Regions from separate parts of the Drosophila melanogaster genome. Here region 1 is linked to region 2. A link is a contact called in public Hi-C data. All regions are on one chromosome and are shown on one strand. Each heading gives the region's core, a stretch centred on a gene start, on an enhancer-like site or on the middle of the called end of the contact. The rest is flanking DNA. Distances are from core to core; before and after follow the strand shown. Region 1 has its middle 88 kb from the start of AGO3. Region 2 has its middle 26 kb from the start of lncRNA:CR46475.

Evidence for each region. A called contact is a pair of places that touch in the nucleus more often than the background predicts.
Region 1: a Hi-C map of the Kc167 cell line shows a contact between it and region 2, with 1.8 times the contacts expected there. The contact joins two enhancer-like sites. A contact is called at or near these places in 21 of 107 Hi-C or Micro-C datasets (the D17-c3 cell line, the Kc167 cell line, the S2 cell line and 7 more) and 1 of 6 datasets of contacts at active chromatin or transcription factors (the Kc167 cell line).

What each region holds. Positions count from the first base shown.
Region 1 is chr3L:23,464,431-23,468,076 of dm6, forward strand. No RefSeq gene overlaps it. Among named protein-coding and RNA genes, the nearest start is that of AGO3, 88 kb to the right of the region's middle. Within about 2 kb of position 1,986, at least 5 of the 39 cell types and tissues checked have an H3K27ac peak or open chromatin away from gene starts, as enhancers often do. A contact at or near this core is called in the Kc167 cell line, where this site is marked.
Region 2 is chr3L:23,303,117-23,306,385 of dm6, forward strand. No RefSeq gene overlaps it. Among named protein-coding and RNA genes, the nearest start is that of lncRNA:CR46475, 26 kb to the left of the region's middle. Within about 2 kb of position 1,530, at least 1 of the 39 cell types and tissues checked has an H3K27ac peak or open chromatin away from gene starts, as enhancers often do. A contact at or near this core is called in the Kc167 cell line, where this site is marked.

The sequences.
Region 1 (3,646 bases), core at 736-3,235, 160 kb after region 2:
TATCCTCGCTGGTTACGTGACGCCTAGTCTCGAACGAGGATAGCATGGCGGTGATCTTGGCTTTCATCATGTCCAGGATGCCCTGCAGGTCCTCATTCTGGAGCGTCGTGGTCAGTTCTGGCGAGCGATGCGGCGATCCTGATGGGGACTTCGCTCCCGCCCTTTGGGCCGGCACGCTGATGAAATCCATTGTCTTCTGGCTTGTGGCTGTCGTGGAGGCTGTAGTGGCCAGAGTCTCCACATCCACAGCTGCACTGCATTCGCTAGTTTTCGGCGGCGGGGGGCCTGCTCGCTCACCTCCCGCTCCCTGGATTGGGGTTCCGACTCCTCTTATAGGGGACCTCGATAGCCTACCACTCCTCCTGAACGGGTCGTTGTGTGTTGTGTTTTTTTTTTTTATTATTATTTTTTTTTTATTATATACGGCAGGAAAATGAAATCTTCTAAAGATACCATCTAACGTAATTGGATGGCATGCACGATTCATAACCCTCAGCTGAGGGCTTATGCCTACGTACTAAAAAAAAACCTCCGCTCTCTCTCCTGTCCTTGTCAAGCTCACCGGGACTGCCAGTCAAGGTATTTCATCGGTGAGCAGGATGTGATGCCAAGTTGCACACCATCTTCTTTTGCGGTGCACAGCAGCGCCTTTTTACGACCAACTGAGCGTACAGTCGTAGAGTTCTTGCCCCGCCAACATACGGGAGTACTCCTTATCTATAGTTCCGATTGGCCATCTCGTCCTTATGGACACGCTTCATCATGGTGACGATGATCACGTGAGCCCCATCCCAAAGGATTTCGTCCGCCATCATAGCAGCAACCAAGCCTCTCGGGCTGAGAGGTGACCCAGCGAGCGCCACGAGTTGCGCCCTCTCCTCGGCGAACCTGGAGCAGTGCAGTAGGATGTGCTCTGCGGTTTCCACTGCGTCTGTGCTATAAAGGCACTGGGCTGTATCCTCGTGGCGGAACCTAAATAGGTACCCTCGAAAACAGCCATGGTCCGTGAGGAACTGGGTCATGTGGTAGTCCACCGTTTTGTGCTCGCAATCAGCCCACTCCGTTAGTTCCGGGATGAGTTTGTAAGTCCAGCGTCCCCGTTGTGACTCTTGCCACCTGTTGTGCTGTGTTGTGTTGTGTTCACGGATGAACGCGTTGATCTTGCCCGGCACGATCTCCCTATCTGTCCCATCGTGATTTTATTCTATGGGGATTTTGGAGATCCCGTTCTTATGTGAACTGTCCAAGAACCGTACAAGATTTGAAAACCAAAAACCAAAATCCAAATGGAACTTGCCAACCTAACACCTGCTATTTTAACAAGAGTCACGACAAAGGCCAGAAATCGGTTTACGAAATGTTTGGTGAATGGGGGACGTCACCTATCAGATTTCATCTTTAAAAAAATATATAAATAAAAACTTCAGACATGTACCTAAATTATAAAAATAAATAAATATTTTCCTATGTCTACAATAGTTTTAATTGAGTTCTGAAAAAAAAATAAATTATGCTGCCTCATTCTGTAGTAGCTAGAGGAATCAATGCTCTTGTTAAGGGCCCGTTCCAAGGTGTTCGGATCGCTTACACGTGGTACGCATATTGGTGGAGACGTGGTGAATTTTTGGGGATCGTCTGTCACCATTTTGGGTGCCACATTCTTCAATATCAGGATCAGTATCCATTATTCTCTGCTTCAGTGGACAAAAGTGCAAACCGATTGTTTTTTTAAGGCGAATGGGTAAAGTAATGAGGGCTGCGACACGGCTTTTCGTTTCCTATTGATAATGCGATTATATTTTTACAATGTGCATTTCGCTTTAAGTGACTTATTGGGCAGTGATGTCAGTTCTGTTGGCAGGTCATTGACATAAGGCGCGGTTGAGCAGCCGGTATATAGTCCAGGTAACAGTGGAATTGATGTTTCTGCTGATTGATACCATCGAGCTGGGGACTGCATATTTGATTGGCATTCCGCCCATGGTAGAGGATATATCTGCACGGCTAGTGCGAAGATGGGAGCGTATTTCTCGTGGGTCGGTCCCAGCTACTTTACTCATTCTTTGCTAAATCGCGAATGAAAAAATGAATTCTCCAATGCATGAAAATATACTTCTTTAGTATAAAGCAATTGATTGATGCTTACGATCAAAAGTCTGAAAAGTAACTTGTAACAGCCTACCGCTTGCGCAGGGCGCAGAGCGAAGGGTAAAAGCAACACAACTTAGTACTTGCTTTGCCGATAATCCGTCACCGCAGAGCAGTGACCAATAATTTTTTTTACACTGACTTTTGGAAAACTTTTGACTCTTATATAAAATTTTTTTCTTGTATTCTCCGAATCACATGCGGTGTCCCACAAGACAGCCACCTTGGTCCGCTTATTTTTGTCTTACTTATTAACGACCTTCCTTTAGTAATAAAACATTCGGGTGTACTTACGTTACGCAGGCGATGTCAAATTATAACATATATTGCCATTTGGACTTAAAATCCGATCTTGATAGCTTTTAAATATGGTGCCGTGATAACGTACTAAACTTCAAGTGTAAAGTTATGAGCTTGTATCGTGTCAACCTAATATACAAGTCTTACACATAAAGGGACGCTCTTTAGGCAGAATATCACGGGCTTATGATCTTGGTGTTCTTCTGGACCCTAAACTAAAATTTTCAGACCATATATCGACTATTGTCAATAAGGCCAGGGGTGTGCTTAGCTTTTCTAAAAGGTGGCAAAGGAATTCTTATTCATTTCGATTGTCCGATTCTTGAGTATGGATCACCTGTTTGGAGTCCTTAATACGTAGTTTACTCAGAGAGCATTGAAATGGCAAAAAAAAAAAACTTCATTTTGTTTGCCTTTCGACGCCTAAATTGAGATGCAAACCTTATTTTAATAAATTTACGTTCCCTAGCTAACCGTGGAACGATGCTTGGAACAGTCTTTATTTGTAAGCTTATTCGTGGTGAAGTTGATAGGGACTATCGGTCGTACCTCCGTTACATAGCACTTAGCTTCCTACTGGCGAACGATATCACGTGCTCTCCGTCGTTCCCGTCCTGACTGCCTGCTGCTTCGGATTTCTCTCTATCTCTCATCTGACCACTCACCCGTACTCTTCAACATTTTTCGGCAGCCAGAAATTAAGGAATGGCCGCATCATGTTACAACATCAGACACAAACTGGTTAAAGTATAAAAAATATGTCAGCACACACTTAGAACTCAATCCTATGCTAGACACAAATTAAGATATTGTAAGTTCTGTAAAAACATTTGAGTCGATAATAACAAAAGTCGCTAGTGCTGCAACACGCCAAATTACTTCTAAGCAACACTTAAGATATGGGACTACGAACAGGCAAATCGAGAACTTAGTGCTAAAAAACGACGTCTCCGACAAGAGTGGAAAACCCATAGATCACCAGCCACAAAGCACCGGCTAAAGACGGCAACACGCGCCCTAACGAAAGCTCTTGAGAATGAGGAGGATAAAGAACATCGCTGGTATATTGAGAAACTATCGCTGACAAACACAAGGCAGCTGCAGCTCATCATAAATTTGAGTTATTTTATTTATCGCTCTTATACATTGCTGTGTGCAGCAATAGATTTTGCATTCCCTTTATGATATGTTCATTTCT
Region 2 (3,269 bases), core at 280-2,779:
CTACCTCAAGCAACAGCTCACCTTTCTGCGTTCTCCGGATTTTTCGCACGTGACTGCCCAGTTCGCTAAGGCTCGGGTCCGATCTTAGCTTCCGAAGCATCTCTGCGTACGAAGCCTCTCCTGTCTTTTTTTAGGCTTCACCTTGGTCCACTCTGCACCCGTGCTAGCATTCTTGGCGACAGATGCGTAGCTGCCTGGCTTGGACTCATTAGGTATGGATGTCGCCTTTTCTTCACCGTTGCCACCCAACGTATGGTTGCTCGGCTGGGTCGCCTGGACTTTTGGCACTTGCACCTTGGGTACCTGCGCATTTTGTGGAGCCTTTTTGGTAGGCTTTTGTGTCTCCGTCTGAGTAGCGCTGCTCTTCAAGCGGTGCTCGCTAGTAGTACCTTCGTACAGCTCTATCGCCCTGTTGTTAAGGGCTGAGAGTTCGGAAGCTATGCCCTTTGTCTCTCGTGTCACGTGCCGTTGGGCCTCGAATGCAGATAGCAGGGTGCTGATCTTGCCATTCATAAGTATGCCCCTCAGGTCGTCGTTCTGGAGAGCAGTGGTCAAGTCCGAAGACCGATGAGGGGAACCAGCTGGGGACTTCCCTCCCGTCTTTTGCGATGGCACGGCGATGTGGTCCATCGTCTTCTGACTTGTCGCGGTCGAAGATGCTGTAGGAGCCAATTTCTCCACCTCTACAGCATCGCTGCAGTCGCTAGTCAACGGCTGCGGGGGGCCTGCGTGCTCACCCCTTGCCACCGACGGGACCGAGATTCCGTCACCATGGGTCGGGTTACCGACTCCTCTTGTGGGGGATCTCGAAAGTCGGGAGCTCTTCCTTAACGGGTCGTTGCGATCAGAGGGACTGCCCCCCACTGCGCTGTCCATCAACTGAAGGATGGCCTAAGGTTACCTAGGCGAAGCACCAGCCTTAGAAAGGGGCTCCCACGTAGGCCACGGATTTCCCCCTGGCTTTTACGGATGGAGGTTTGTACCGCCTCGACTCGGACACCAGAGCCTCTGCTTAGGCACCAGCACGGTGAGAGGATGATATTTGGTCTGTCCGCGACCTTTGTGCCTTTTCCCCTTTCTTAAAGACTTGTGCCAGTAACCAGAATCAAAATTAAATTAAATTAAATTTAAACGGTTTAATTTTAAATTTAATTTTGAATTTAGCGCCCTACTGTCGCAACACAACACTGATCACACGGCTGATCTGGCAACGCCTCCCTCTCCAGATCGCCCGCTGCGCCAAGTTGGCAGCGCTATCAGCTGTTTTATCCGCTGCAACAATCGCAAGATAATAAATTACCTATTTACCTGAAACAGGCGCACAATTAACTCGCGTGATTGCAGCGCAAAACTATGGCGCGACTACACCGTGTGGTTTTGCCAGTTTGCCGCACACACCGGCCGACACAACTTCTATGGTTTCGAGTATTTTGCGCAGTTAATTTAAGACGTCCGTCTTCACGGCGATGTAGACTTGGTCTCCAACGGGTCTGTGTGTGTGTGTTGGCAACTTCTGTTTCGTATCGATACCCTGTATCGTCTTCCCCCCTTCCTCACCAACGTATTGTTATTTTTTTTTCGTTTATTCCTCGAAGTCTCCTGGCCCGCCGGCGCCCGCACTTCCCGGCTTCAGATCGCTGATGTGTGTCGTCTTTTCTTTCCTGGTTGCGTTGTGTTCTAGGACGTATATTACTAGGGCCGATTTTGCCGCAAAACCTTCGGCTGCCTTTGACAGGTGGGGCTTTTTGACCCATACTGTGTCCCCGACCTTGGGTTTCCACGGCCGTCTTCGGAGTAATAGTGGCGCTCCTAAACCTGCACCGCCCTCTCCATATTTCTCCGCACCAGCTCGAAGATTTTCTTCAATTTCTCCGCGTTTTCCGCCGGTGTCTGCGTGCACTTGCCAGTCTCGGTCGTCTTTTCGTCGAACAACGCGTTGGGCAGCCTCGTCTCTCTTCCCTGCGTTATGAATGCCGGCGAGTATCCTGTGGTCTCCTCCACACTTGTGTTAACCGAAAGCTGCAGCTCCGGCCAGTGCTCGTCCCATGTCCTCTGATCGGCACCTGTGAAATGAGCGATCATTGTTTTGACGGTCCTGTTTGCCCTTTCCGTAGGGTTCTCTTGCGGCGTATATAGAACCGTGAGCTGGTGTCGCACGCCCAGCTGCTCCAGAAACCTCCTGAACGCCCTACTTGTGATCCGCACCCCGTTGTCTGTGAACCAACATCATCGAATTTCCGTTTTTGGACCGCGGTCAGGGGCACACGAAATCTGCGCACACGGTTGCCCATGGTTCTTCCGGCACCTGTGTTAACATTTTTCCGGGCGCCGGTAGCTGGCTGGGATTGTACTTCATACAGCTCTCGCAGTTTAGCACGTACTTTCTTATGTCTCGATGCATTCCCGGCCTACGATAATGAACTGCAATCCTGGCAATCGTCTTGCGACTTCCCAAGTGTCCCGCAGTTGGCATGTCGTGGTTTTCGATCATGACGCGCTGCCTCTGCCGGATCGGTACACACATCTTCCACGATGCCACATCCTCGTTGCCCGCCCGATGCGGAAAGTGTCGTAACAGCTTGCCGTCCTCTTTCAAATAGTCCCAAAATTTCTGCGGCTGCTGTTTTACTTCTTCGCATCTCCTCCATCTACCTGCATCCCTGCTGCTCTCTCGATTGTTCGTCGTCCTCCACTCTCACTCTTCGGCTCGCCTCCTGCAGAGGTTGTCTTGAAAGCGCGTCCGCGACGATGTTCAACTGGCCCTATTGCTTTTACGTTGCAGAAAAGTTCCTCTCCGCTGCGTTCACCGTTCTACTGGAGTAGGAGATTACTCGCTCGCCTCGATCGGAATGCTGTGTATTCAGAGCCATACGGTCCGTGATGACCTTGAAGTGGTAGCCCTCCAGCCCTCTATACTATTGCTAAATATTGCTTTTCCGTTGCAGAAAAGTTTCTCTCCGCTGCGTTCAGCGCTCTACTGGAGTAGGAGATTACTCGTTCGCCTCGATCGGAATGCTGTGTAAGGATTGCGCCCAGCCCATAAACGCTGGCATCCGTCTGGAACACAGGCGTCATCGTAAAGTTGGGGCAAGCCAGAATCGGGTCGGCGACCAGCCTGGCTTTGACGGCCTCGAATGCGACTTGATGGGCGTCTTCCCATTCCCATTTTGCCTGCTTCTTTAAGAGGGCTGTACCAGCGTCGCAAAATCGGCCATGAAGCGTCTGAACCGCGACGCAACTCCCAAGTATTGCCTCAGCTCCTTCACGTT